Linked DNA regions of Sus scrofa: all the other regions are linked to region 3. The links are chromatin contacts, called in public Hi-C and promoter capture Hi-C maps. All regions are on one chromosome and are shown on one strand. Each heading gives the region's core, a stretch centred on a gene start, on an enhancer-like site or on the middle of the called end of the contact. The rest is flanking DNA. Distances are from core to core; before and after follow the strand shown.

Evidence for each region. Promoter capture Hi-C pulls out the DNA fragments that hold promoters and counts their contacts. Hi-C and Micro-C count contacts between places; a contact is called where the count stands out from the background.
Region 1: a Hi-C map of liver shows a contact between it and region 3, with 8 times the contacts expected there. The contact joins the promoter of MYO5B here to the promoter of C1H18orf32 in region 3. A contact is called at or near these places in 2 of 5 promoter capture datasets (fetal skeletal muscle and liver) and 15 of 47 Hi-C or Micro-C datasets (brain, embryonic fibroblasts, fetal heart ventricle and 9 more).
Region 2: a promoter capture Hi-C map of liver shows a contact between it and region 3, with 5 times the contacts expected there. The contact joins the promoter of MBD1 here to the promoter of C1H18orf32 in region 3. A contact is called at or near these places in 1 of 5 promoter capture datasets (liver), 1 of 47 Hi-C or Micro-C datasets (liver) and 1 of 2 datasets of contacts at active chromatin or transcription factors (alveolar macrophages).

The regions. Positions count from the first base shown.
Region 1 is chr1:99,808,497-99,813,105 of Sscrofa11.1, forward strand. MYO5B (unconventional myosin-Vb) reads right to left here and starts at 2,438. Exons shown (of 39, transcript XM_021093027.1): 1 at 2,366-2,438. The coding sequence starts at 2,413.
Region 2 is chr1:99,915,067-99,919,487 of Sscrofa11.1, forward strand. MBD1 (methyl-CpG-binding domain protein 1) reads right to left here and starts at 2,262. Exons shown (of 24, transcript XR_002344345.1): 1 at 2,125-2,262; 2 at 693-827.
Region 3 is chr1:99,040,828-99,045,631 of Sscrofa11.1, forward strand. It overlaps C1H18orf32 (a long non-coding RNA gene), which reads right to left and starts at 2,402. Exons shown (of 3, transcript XR_002344306.1): 1 at 2,226-2,402. It overlaps RPL17 (ribosomal protein L17), which reads right to left. Exons shown (of 7, transcript NM_001244558.1): 6 at 4,466-4,657; 7 at 3,695-3,777. The coding sequence ends at 3,730.

The sequences.
Region 1 (4,609 bases), core at 1,188-3,687, 770 kb after region 3:
GCTGCGAGCAGTTGCCAGGTGAGGATGCGGAAGTAGCTCTTGCTCCCCGCCCAGACCTGCTGGCCAGGGGCCTTGGTCCTTTGGATCACACACACACCCCAAGCGTACACCACGCACCCCTCTGCATGCAGAAAGGTGGGTGCGAGGCACTGTCAAATGTGTCCCGGCCACAGAGAAGATAAGCCTGCAGCCTAGGTGTCACAACAGGCAAAACTTTTTTTATTTTTTATTTTTTGAGAGGGGAGGGGTTCGTACTGAAAGGCCTCTGCCCCTCTCACACCCCCACTCCCACCCCTCACCCCGCGCCAAGTTGAAACCCGAAGGGGTCCAGACGACTGCCGCTCCGCGGAGGGCGCTCAGGAAGCGGTGGCTGGCCTCTAACTTTAATCAAAGCAACTGCTGCGGAACCGGGGCTTCTCCGCCCGGCCGCACCTGTTCCCGACTCTTGAGGACCAAACCCCACACACATCCATTCTGACCTTGAGAGCATCGTGTAAATCCACACTCCACCCCCGCGTCAGCATTACTCCGATTCCTTCCCCGAAATGACTGAAGCCCACCAAGTGCCCCCCGCCGAGCGCCCGCTTCAAAATGCCCATCCTTGGCACAGTGAGAATGCACCTCCCCGGGAACTCCCTGGAGCATCCTCCACCCACCGCTTACCCACCCACCCCAGCCGCCGCGCCTCTCACACCAGGTTGGGTCCCCCCTCTCCCCACTCCCAAATGTAGGAACACCCCCCAAGTTGAGGGATCCCCCTTAATGGCACGCGAGGGTCGCCCTTGGGAGCCCACGATGCAGAGCCCCGATGTGGGGTCCACGAGCAGGGGAGCACCGTGGGGGGCTGTGCTAGTGCCGGAGGCTCCGAACTGGTGGGGTCGCTCCTAAGGTATCGGGACCTCGACCGGACTGAGCTGGGGCGAGAACAGCAACCGCACCGAGTCAGGGAGCCTGCCAGGGGTGGGAGCCGCGGGCGGTCAGCGCGGGGCGCTCCCGGAACAGCCAAACTTTCTCTGCCTCCCGAAGTTCGGGGCGCGGAGGCGGCGGCGAGGGGGCAGGCTGAGAGGCGTCCACCGCCGCCCCTACCCGCCGAGCCGCAGGAGAAGGCGCCCCCGAGGACCGCCCTCCCCTCAGCCCTCACCTGTGCCCCGGGCCCGAGGCGGCCCGCACTCACCTGGCTGTAGAGCTCACTGACCGACATGACCCCGCAGGCCGGGCCGGGCCCGGGCTCGAGCTCGGTGCCTGGCGGGCTGCCCTCGCTCGTGCCCCAATGGGGGGCGGGTCCGGCTCTTCGCGGCCCCAGCGGCTCTCAGTCCATGGCCGGCCCTCCTGGCGCCATCTTCCTGGGCTGTTCGAGAGTTTCTCGGTTCTTTCCCCTTTTCTCCAACCTGCCCCGCCGGCTTCCTGGAGGCGCCGCAGCCGGCTCGCTCTCTGCCGGCGCGACCTTTACTCCCGCGGCAGTGGCGGCGCAGCGGCGGCCGGGCAGGAGTGGCGACCGGGCGGGCGGGGGAGGAGGCCGCGCAGCGCCGCTCCCGGCTCAGGTATGGGAGGCGGCGCGGGCGAGGGGGGCGGCCGAGAAGGGAGAGGGCGGGCGCGCGTCCGAGCGGGCGGCGGACGCACTGCCGCCGCCGCCTTTGAGCCCTGCCCGGGCCGAACCCGCCGCGCCCTCTCGCGCCCCCGCCGCAGAGGGGTCCTCCTGGCCGGGGGCGGGGCCGCGCAAGGAGCCGGCGCCGACTGCCCCCTGCTGGACGCCCGGCGCGCTCCGGACAGGTGCGCTCCGGGTCCGGGCACCTGCGGTGGGCGGGGATCCGGTGCAGATCAGAAAAAAAAGAGGTGGAAGTATCCGAGAAGGGAGAAGAGGAATAAAAAGGAGAAATGCTTGCAGCTGAAAGACTCCATACATTTTCCTCTGGATTTACGGGGCTACATTCAATACCTGCATCATTAAAAATCGTTATGTCGTAGATTAGGGTGATTTGGATATACCAAAGATTGTCTCCGCCAAACTGAGCTGCCTGCGCTGAAATCCTGATCGGAAAGGTGGGAGCTGAAGTCTTCTCCACTTTGACAGTTTCACCCACAGCTTGCGGCTAGGCTCCCTACCCCCATCAGAAAATTGTTTGCTTTTCTGGGAAGTCTCACATTTTCTCCGCTCTCTCTCACACGCACTCTCAGTCCCTCTGCCGCTGCCTACCTGATTTACTTTTGTCGGTTCTGCCAGTGACATTGGCAGCGCCACTCCCTCTTCTGCTTGCAACATAAAGTAGAAATTTCAGCCAAAGAGGAAATTAATTGGCAGGAGGCAGTAAAGGGAGCGCAGGAGCTGTAGGAAGAAACATTTGGTCTTTTGAGGTGGCATTTGTACCTGAATGAGTGATGGCCCCTGAGAGTGGCTCTCAACCAAAGCATCCATCTATGTCGCTGGAACAATTGTTCTAGAGCCCCGCTCCCTGAAAGGTGATTCTTAAACTCATCCCATTTAAGACCCTCCCACTTGGAAGACAGGATCTCCATTTAATCCACCTGCAGCCCTTCTCGACTATGCTTCCTCAGTAAGAATCACCTGAGGAGCTTTAAAGCCCTTCCAAGGAAGGGGTTCCCCACCCTGAGGAACTCGGATTCATTGAAGGGTGAGACCCAAGCATCTGAAGTTTTAAGTTCCTCCATAATTCTAAAGGATTTTATTTCCAGGGTTGATAAAGGAAGTGAACAAAGCTTGGGCAACTCTTCTTGGATCTGAAAGGAAGCTCTTCATAACATTGGGAAGAACAAAAAGGAAATGATTCCATCATTTCTCTCTCCCTCAAAAATCTGTCTACATAGTTTCCTTCCCCTTATTCCTTCCCCGTATCCTGATAGTTATGAAAGTGTGACAGCCCCACCCCACCCCGCCCCACCACCCAGGACCATCAGCATCACCTGGGAACTTTTTAGAAATACAACATATGGGGCCTCATCACAGACCTTCCCATCAGAAAGGCGGGGTGTGGGGCTTGGCATCCTGTGTCCTCACCCCTGCCACAGATTCTTTCCTCTCGGGCTAGGAAGGCCCAATCCCCACCTTTGCTCCATATGTCCTTGCCTGCTCCACCACCATGCTCCATCCGTGGTCCCATCTCTCCACTAGCTCTTGACTTTTCCTCTGTTCTCCTTTTCTACTAAAGTTCTTGAAGTGGTAGTTTCTACTGCTGGCTCCACTTACCCACACCCAGTCCCTCTGTAATTCACTGTTTTTCAACATTTTCTGCATGAGAATCACTTTTACGAAAGCAAATGCTTGGCTCCCACTCCCAGAAATTCTGATTTAACTTGTCTTGGATGCTGCCTGGGCAAAGGGGTTTTTAAGAGTTCCTAAATGATTCTAATGACAGCCAAGGTGAAGAGCTGCTGCTTTAATACCCTCCAAAATGGTTTCCTCTCAGCTCCATCCTATTGAAATTGCCATCTCCCTCTGAAGCACGGGCTGGTAACTGGTTCTCCCCATGTTGTTAAACCACCTCCTCCCCTAGCCTCTGTCGTTCTTCTTCTCTTGTTTTCCCAGCCTCACTAACCACACCTTCTGCTTTCTCTTCCTGGTTCCTGAATAAAGCTGTGGCCCATTTCCCAGATCTCACATTTCTTCTCAGGCACACCCCCATTTCATCTCTTACTGCAATATTAACTCTCAAATCCAATTCTAACCTTTAGACCCACTTTTCCACCTGCCAGATAGGCAATGCTAGCAATCCTGCCAGGCCCTTGGACCAACCTGAGGTTCATGTCACCCTCCTTTCTCCCCACCCCCAACCCAGTTCCAACTTTCTGGCTTCCATCATACCTGGCACAAATCAAAAGCTGAATTCATGCTGACTGAACTGAATCACATCCCTGAGGAGAATACTATTCTTGGCCAGAGCTTTGTGGATTTCTAATCCCCAAATCAGATATGGGCTTTCCCTCCTTTGAATAATAATAAAGACATTTGAAAACTTACTTTGTGCCAGGAAACTTGCCAAGTCCTTTGCTTTTGTGATCTTGTCTCAGAGCAACGCTATAAAGGAGGTCCATACATTAATTCTGTTTCACAGATGAGCAAAGTGAGGCTGGGGGTGGGGGGGGAGTGGGGATGGAAGAGACATTCTAGGTCAGAGAGCCAGTATTCAACCCAACTCTATCTCACTCTAAAGTCTAAGCATGTGCCGGGGTATCAGGATGAAGGGGACGCCAGGGGATGCTAATCCAGTTGATCCACTGTGGACCATGAGTCTTCATGGTTAGTAAGTACCCCAGGTGGTATAAGGCTCATACTTTTCACTGCTCTGTGCTCCATGCCTTCTCAAAGTAAAGAGAAGATATCCACTGGGAGTTCTTTGGTCTTCCTCCTGACAGGTGGGGTTTCCATCACATACTAAGGGGAAGAACTTTGAACTTCCAGAGCACTCACCTTCACCTCTCTTGAGAACGTCCCCTTTACCACACCCTGTATTATGTGTGTCCTAATATCTCTTGCTCCCCTCACCTCTAGGCTCTAAGGACTTTGAAGGCAGGAACCATACCTGACCCCTATTTGTACCCTCTGTACTTTCTAGCACAATGCCTTGCACAAAATAGAACTCAAAAAATTGTAGGT
Region 2 (4,421 bases), core at 1,012-3,511, 870 kb after region 3:
CTGATCCACAAGAGAACTCCCACCTTTTCCTTAGCTTCATCACATACTATAGATGTTAATTTAGCACTTTCTAGAGCAGTCTCATGTACTAACTGGCAAACTTCCTCTTCTTTTTCTAGGTATACTGCCTTTTTGACTCATTAATATTGAACTCACTGCCAACAGCACTGCAACTCATTCTTGAACAAAGCTTATTTAACATGTATTTTCTCCTATACCACATCAGATTTCTTACACTTAGAACACTAGGCAGCACATCAACACTACACTTGGGGACAACTATAAACAGCAAAAATAACCATTAAAAACCACAAAAAAAATGCAAAAAAAAAAAAAAAAAAAAAAAACAAGACGCTAAGTAGACCTCAAAAAGAATACTTGTTTACAATACAAGGGCTGAAAAGAAGAAAGCCTAATTCAACCTCGGCTGGGAACACATGCATCAGGCAACTTATTTTTTGCTGCTCTGTGCACATCCACAAATGACCATGAAAGCAGTGAGTATGACTCTGGGGGTACAAACAAATTTTAATGAGTAAACAAATTTGCAAATATGGAATCTGCAAATAATAAGGATCAACTGTACATGCATAATTTAATCCTGCCCATAAATTTAACCACACCCCCTGATTTTACCCTGCCTAATCGGGCTCAGCTCTAACCCCTGATTCTGTCCACAACCCACCCAGTACCTCTGGTAATAGGTGTCTGAGCGTCCGCAGGTGGCACCTGACTTTCGAAAGACCTCACGGCGCTTCCAGCCAGGGCCCAGGGCCGGGCAGTCCAGCCAGTCCTCAGCCATGGGGGCCACAGGAAGGAACGGCGGCCTGCAACATGGAGGGGGCAGTGGGAGAAACTGAGGCTCTAGGAAGGGACATGCTGTGCCCCAGGACACACAAATGTGTGGTGGCATCAATTAATGCTTGTTTAAAACCTAAGACCTGTCACAAGCAACTGGACAATATAAGGAAGAGAAAAACCCCCATCGCCACTCCATTCTTTCCTGTCCTGGGCCCAGCAGCTTGTGTCATTCATCCCCCTTCTTGATCTGGTAGCCCCATCCTCAACTCAAGGGTCCCTACCCTCAATGCATTCCTCACTTTCAGGGTCCTAATCCCCATCCCTCCCCATCCTCAGCCTGAGAGACCTCATTCCTCCCATTCTCAGTCCAAGAGGCCCCCACAGGACTCCTCCTCAGACTAAAGTCCCAGTACTCTACCTCGGTGTCCTGACCTCCCATTTATTCCCTTCCTTGACCCAAGAGTCACTAATTTCTCTCTTGCAATCCTTTATCCTTCCCATTCCTTCCCTCTATGCTGTCCTCTTATCCTGCTGCCTTGGTGTTATTGCCTCAATTTCTTCTGTGTCCTATGCCAGAGAGTCCCCCAAATTCTCCACATTTTTGACCTGAATAACCCTTCATTCCTTCTGTTCCTCAAACTGAAAGACTTCCCCACCTTACTTTCCCTTTGTCAGTGTTCTGAGACTCAAGTCCTTCCCAAGCCCCCAAACCTCCCTATTTCCATCTTCCAAAGCTAAAAAGTTCCCTTCAGCGTCCTCATCCTCTATTCCTCTCATCAGCCTGAGAAACCCTGATTTCTCCCTTCAGCATTCTGAACTCCCCACCCCTCTTCCTCTTGGTCCAGATCATGCCATCCCTAACTGTCAGTGTTCTGACCCCCTATCTCTCATCATCCTCTATAGGAGAACCCCGTCCCTCCCTTTCAGCATTCCAAAGCCCCATTTTCCCTCGTTATTAGCCTGAAGATCCCTCTTTTCTCCCCTTCAGCGTTCTAAACCCCCATTTCTCTTTCCTTAACCTGAGAGGCCCCGATATGTCCCGCTCAGCGTTCGGATCCTCCCCTTTTCCTCTCCGTCCTCGTCCAAGATCCGACACTTCCACCTGTCAGCCTTCTGAGCCCCATTCCTCCCCGTCCTCCGCCTAAATCTCCCCATTACTCCCTTTCAATATTCCGACGCCGCCATTCCTCCTACACATCGGCCTGAGGGCCCTTCATTGCTCTCGATCAGCGTTCTGAGCCTCAATTCTTCCCCATTCCCCGCCTGAGCGATCTTCATTTCCACCCCCACCACTGTCTCACCAGCTCGGCTCCCGGCCGGTACCTTCCGCCGCTCTAGGTTCGCGGACCCATGACGAGGGTCCCGGTTTTGACTCCCGCCCCGTCCAGCTTCCCTTCTTCCTTCTCCACAGCCGCTTCCTCCGAAGCGGTAGCTGTCGCCGCCGCGACCGTTCGTTGCTCCAGGAACCGGAAATCCGCTGCCCACATCTCGGGCTCCGCCCCCCCTGGCGGGACGCCTGCGCGCTAATGCCCTCTGGCGCTGGCCCTTCTATGGGATGCCTCTGCGCCTGCGTGTTGAGTCCTAGCGCAGCGCGCGCCTATTTTAAGGGGACCTGCTGCGCTTGCGTATTGGCATCTATCCCCAGCTCCCGCCTCTTTCGAGACCTGCTAGGCATGCGCACCTGCTTTGCCCTACTTTGCACGACTCGTTTTCGCTTGCTCTCTCCAGTCCCAGCCCAAGAGGACAAGGAAGACTGGGGTTGGTCTTGCCGTCTGTTTTGCTGGCGGCCTCCAACTGGAGTAATGGGAGGGAGCGGAGAAGAAGGCCGGGATTGAGCCGGAGCTCTCTTCTCCCACCTGTTGCCTCTGTCGCGTTTGTGCTCTCAAGTTCCTCCTGTCAAGGAAAAAATAATCAATAGTCGATCTAAAGGAGAAATAGAAAATTTTATTTGAGCCAAGCTGAGAATTATAAACCAGGAGATAGTCTATCAGAAAACTCCGAGACCTATTACGCCTATTAGAAGTCGAAGACACCGGCTTTTTTTTGTTTGTTTGTTTTTGGTCTTTTTGCCATTTTTCTTGGGCCGCTTCTGTGGGATATGGAGGTTCCTAGGCTAGGGGTGGATTCGGAGCTGTAGCCGCTGGCCTATGCCAGAGCCACAGCAATGCGGGATCCGAGCCTCGTCTGCAACCTACACCACAGATCACAGCTACGCGGGATCCTTAACCCACTAAGCAAGGCCAGGGATCGAACCTGCAATCTCATGGTTCCTAGTCGGATTCGTTAACCACTGCATGGGAACTCCCGAATACACCGTTTATGTATATATACACATATATATTTGAGACAAAGGATGAAAAATCAGAATGACCAGGAGTTTCCGTCATGGCGCAGTGGTTAACGAATCTGACTAGAAACCATGAGGTTGTGGGTTCGATCCCTGGCCTTGCTCAGTAGGTTAAGGATCCGGCGTTTTTCTGGCTGTGGCGTAGGCCAGCAGCTACAGCTCTGATTCGACCCCTAGCCTGGGAACCTCCATATGTCACGGGAGCAGCCCTTTCTAGGGCAAAAAGACCAAAAAAAGAAAAAAATCAGAATGACCAGCACCTTACATAAAGCGAAGGTACTGTGGCTGAACCACATTGACTCCGTTTTTTCAGCTCCATTGCAAACTCACAGTCCTAACCCCTCCCCTTTCTGCATGACTGAGCTCTAGCCTACTCACAAGGAATGTACCAGAGCCACAGAAGTTTCCTGACCAACTTCTACACTTGCCTTCATCTGATATGAAAATTGGGAGACCACGTGTTGCTGACGCAGATGGTTAATGATCTGTGAGTAATAATGCTCATAAGACCCCTGAGGGGAGGAAAAAAACTCAGTTCTGAGCATGAACGTTCTTCTCCTTTCGTAGGGAAACTGAAAGCTAACTTGAGTAGGCCCACCAAATCTAACCTGCCTTGCTTGCTTTTAGTTCCATGCTGTTAGCAGATTTTTTTTTTTTTTTTTTTTTTTGTGGTCGCACCAATGACATACGGAATTTCCCAGGCTAGGGGTGGAAGGGAGCTGCAGCTACTGGCCTAGGTCACAGCCACAGCAACACTAGGTCACAGCTCATGGCAATGCTGGATCCTTGACCCACTGAGCAAGACCAGGGATTGAACCCACATCCTCATGGATACTAGTCTTAACCTGCTGAGCCACAATGGGAACTCATGTTAGCTGATTTTAAACTAAATTCCCCCTAGTTTCCAGACATAAGGGTCACTGTAATAATGTTTGCTTATGTTGTTTTTCAGGAAATTAGGTTCCCTTTTTCAGACCAGTTGAAACCACAGACTATCCAATTGGCCTGAGTGTCAGATGGACAATCTTGTAACAGTAGAAGGCCAAAAACTCCACCCTCAGAACATAGTAACACTGCCATTTTCTGAACACATGTCCTATGAAAAGCCATGAAGCGCAACTACACTTGTACAGACCGCTGATTACCTCACTTTTCTTACTTCCCATCACCTTTCCCATGTCTCAGACCATCCCACCTCTTTATACCATAGATATTCCCAAATCCTATCTTTAGGAGGTGCATTTGAGATTCATCTTCTTTCTTGACTGCCTCA
Region 3 (4,804 bases), core at 1,152-3,651:
AAAGAAAAAAAATTATTCACAATACAAGTGAAGAATGGCATAGATAATCCAATCCAAATGTGGCTTTGAAATGAATTATAAAAGCTATAAATAAATGAATATGTAAATATAGGAGTTCCCTGGCGGCCTACTGGTTAAGGATCTGGCCTTGTCACTGCTGTGGCCCGGGACTGATGCCTGGCCCCAGGAACTTTCCCAGAGCAGCCAATTAAAAAAAAAAAAAAAAAAAAAAAAAAAGATGTAAATGTTCATCAAGAAATGACCAGCTATTTTTTTTTTTTGTCTTTTTAGGACCACACCCATGGCATATGGAGGTTCCCAGGCTAGAGGTTGAATTGGAGCTGTAGCTGCTGGCCTATACCACAGCCACAGCAATGTAGGATCCAAGCCACATCTGTGGCCTATACCACAGCTCATGGCAACGCCAGATCTTTAACCCACTGATCGGGCCAGGGATCAAACCCGTGTCCTTATGGATACTAATCAGGTTCGTTAACCACTAAGCCACGATGGGAACTCCAACCAGCTATTTTAAAAAGGAGTCATAACTGGATTCCTTAAAGCAGCCTCCTAATCAAATGAAAAAAACAATTTAAGAATTTACCAAAATATTCTGTTAAAAGTTTTATAGAACACATTCTCTGGTTGAAATAAACCAAACAAGCAGGGAGTCTTTTTCAGCATTTTTCAAAGAACCATTAGTTTTGGCTATTAGACATTCAGAGTCTGATCTAGGAGGTCTGGTTTAGGTTGTACAGGTATCACAGAATAAGAAGAATGGCTGGCAGGAGTTGCCGTCGTGGCTCTGTGGTTAATGAATCCGACTGGGAACCATGAGGTTGTGGGTTCGATCCCTGGCCTTGCTCAGTGGGTTAAGGATCTGGTGTTGCCCTGAGCTGTGGTGTAGATCGCAGACGAGGCTCAGATCCTGCGTTGCTATGGCTGTGACATAGGCTGGTGACTACAGCTCCGATTAGACCCCTAGTCTGGGAAGTTCGGAGGGGCCCTACAAAAGGCAAAAAAAGCAAAAAGAGAATGGCTGGCAGCTACCTGGATTTGATGCCTGCTTTCACCACTTCCTAGTGTTCTTGGGCAAATTATTTAACCAGTCTGTGCCTCAATTCTCTCATCCATAAAAAAAAGACAGTAAAAGTACCTATCTCACAGGGATGCAGTGTGGATTAGATAAACTGGAATATAAAACTCAAAACAGTGTCTGCACATATTAAGTACTATGTAAGTGTTGTTAGTATAAGAAAAAACCCCACCCCCAAACAGATCCAAAAGTTGTAACCTGTCCAAGGTCCACACTTTAGGTAACTAATAAATAGAGCTGGCTAAGAGCAGAATTCCTAATTCTTGTTTCCTATCTCATGCTCTTGCCTTTTCCCTTCCCAAAACAGGATCATCATGTTATTCCCCTTTCTACCAAACTGTCAACAATTAAACCCTTCCAAACGACTGGAAATGCTACCGTGAACTAGGTTAATATGACAGGTGATTCCTCCATCATAAAGATTCACGTTTTTACCTATTTGAAACTGTGTTTTAAAACAAATTCATATGTACTATTTTACCTAAATTCTCAAGAATATTAATTAGACTTAATTATGGCTTAGAAAGGTCTAGAAGGTGGCTATGATTAACTGATAAAAATCACTATCTACTCTCTTCAAGCCAATTCTCGCATTATCACAACAGAGCGAGAAAAACGTAATGAAACTGTTGGAATAGAGGAATTTCATTCGACTCAGTCCAATACAACGGAATAGGAAAAGGCGGAGGCTCCACTGGAACTCGGGCAGGAGTAGAACTAAGGCCGGACAGCCGCCTCCTATAAGTAACCTGGTCTGGCGTATCATCTCAGCGTAGACAAAGGAGAGCCGGACAGGCTGAGATAAAAATACCGAATAAAAGATAGGAGAAAGCAAAAAGGAATGGTGGTGATGGTAACACAAAAGTGATACCGACAGTTCAGGCCGAGACTGGATCCTGAAGGAAGAGGAGAGGCAGGGGGCAGGAGAGGGTGGACGAGGACAGAGAGGGAGGCAAAGGGCGAGAAGGGTACGGGAAGGGAGGGGGAGACTGTACCGTGGGGCAGGCGGGCCGCCCGGAGCCGAGGGCAGGAGAACCGCGCCGCTGGCCGGGTGCTCAACGCCGCTCCACTGAGCAGAGACCGCGGCCTCCCAACCACACAGCAGCCCCGGCCCACCCTGCCCGCTCACCGGCGACCACCAAGCCCCGGCGCCAATGACTGCGCTTCTCCAAAAAGAGACGCGGCAGGAGGTACCGCAGCCAAGCCAATGGGCACCGCAAAAGAGGTAGACAAACGGGCGCTGGCGTCAGTCGGCGGACGCGCCGGACGTAACGGAGACGTCCTGTAGAAGGCTTCCGGCGCAGCGACAGTCGTCAGCTGTGGGCAGGCGGAAGCTCAGGGCTTTCCATGCGCCCCCACCGCCGGAACTAGATCCACGATGCTAACGTTAAGGGTAATGCTTGTGCTAGGGTCCATAACCCCTCGGAAGCTTGCTCTACTTGCTTGTGATGGCTAGACTGCTTTCCAATGCAGTTGTGGTTATGCCCCTTGCTGCAAGAGGGTCTTAAATTCAGGAGCAGGGAAATTTAACATTAAGATCAACCTCAGGTGACCTCGGGTGTTCCCATCGTGGCTGTGGCTTAGTGGAAACAAATCTGATAGTATCCACGGGATGCTGGTTTGATCCCAGGCCTCGCTCAGTGGGTTAAAGATCCCAAGTTGCTGTGAGCTGTGGTGTAGGTTGCAGATGTGACTTGAATCTGGCATTGCTGTGGCCTAGGCCAGCAGCTACAGCTCAGATTCAACCCCTAGTCTGGAAACCTCCATATGCCTTGAGTGCGGCCCTAAAAAGGTAAAAAAAAAAAGTCAGCTTCAAGCGGTATTAGCTCCCAAGAAATGCCTATACCACTTCACACTCATAGGACAGCTGTTAAGGAGCAAGAATTTGGAACCCTCACACACTGGTGCTGGGACAATAAATAGCATCCCTTTAGGAACTGTCCTGAAGTTCCTCTAATGTTCATTACCTTATGATCTAGCAAATCCACTGTTACACACCCAAGTAAAAGAACATGCCCAAAGAGAAACTTTTACAAAGTTCACAGCAACATTATTTCTAAAAAAGACTCCCATGTTTAAAATTTATACTATGAATTACAGGTACATGCTACAACCCACCCCAATCATGCTAAATGCAAGCCACAAAGGGCCCACACTGAGTTTATTAAATGTTCAGAACAGACAAATCGTCGGAATAGGTATAGCTACCCAAAGCTAAACTGGGGTGGAAGGGGTGACAGGCTAAGCCTCCTCTTGGGATAATGATAAATGCATTATGCAATGGACATACAACTGAATTAAGTTCTAAACAGCAAACAAGGTATTAAATCTCAACAAAGTGGGTGTAAGTTCCCATTGTTCAGTGGGTTCAGGATCCAGCATTGACACTGCTCCACAGGTTCTATCTCTAGGAACTTCTGAATGCTAAGTATGCAGCCCCCTCCCCCCCCGCAGTGGGTGGGAAAAAAAATTCAGAGATTTCTTCACAGTTCTAATTCCATTTTATGCAAGGCACCAGAAGATTCAAAACAGCATGCTTATGTAAGCTTATTTCATTTTGTGAGTGCATTTGAAACATACTAATTAAGACGTCAAAACTCTTTTACTATTATTTGCATTTATTTTTGTGAAATTTATTCCCGGGCCATAAGTTTTTGCTTCTTCAGTTTCTTCTGGGATATCTGTGGAAAAGAAAAAACAAGACTGTTAAACTACATTATCCCCTAGAAGAGCAATTTTTCTTTCTTTCTTTCTTTTTTTTGTCTTTTTTGCTATTTCTTGGGCCGCTCTCTCGACATGTGGAGGTTCCCAGGCTAGGGGTCTAATCGGAGCTGTAGCCACCGGCCTACGCCAGAGCCACAGCAATGCGGGATCCGAGCCGTGTCTGCAACCTACACCACAGCTCACGGCAACGCCGGATCGTCAACCCACTGAACAAGGGCAGGGACCGAACCTGCAACCTCATGGTTCCTAGTCGGATTCGTTAACCACTGTGCCACGACGGGAACTCCTGAACTCAAGGGTTTTTTTTGGGGGGGGGGGGGTATGGGGGGAAGGAGGTCAAGATACTGATAAGGAAGGTAAAGGAGCCCAGTTCTGGACATGCTACATGTCCAGTGATTACAGACATCTAGGTGGGGACACCAGCAGATAACCACACAGTTCTAATGAAGATGAATACAAATTTAGTAGTCACTACATTAGTGAAGAAACTAAATGAGACCCAAAATAAAAGTCAAAATAAAATGATTAGGTTTCTGGTTGCTCAGAATAGTTTCCTTTCATGGTTATTCCAAAGGTGTCCTAAGTTAGTCATCACAGCAACCATAAATCTAATAAAGAAAAAGTGAACACAGACAAGAAATTTACCTTTTTCTTCTGTGCAACCTCCTCTTCTGGCTTAGGAACAATCTGCTCTTTTTCAGTAAGGATCATCTCAATGTGGCAGGGAGAACTCATGTAAGGGTTGATTCGACCATGAGCTCTGTAAGTCCTACGCCGCATTTTGGGGGCTTTGTTCACCTGGATGTGCTCAATGACCAGAGAATCTACATCTAAGCCCTGAGAACAAGGGAGAGGGAACAAGATCAGGTAACACCTTAACATCGATACCACAAGTTGCATCATTCAAGTCCCTGTCTTAATAACAAATCTGAAAGGCTATTCTTAGGACTCTAAATGGCATGTTTGTTCAATCATGTTTTTTCA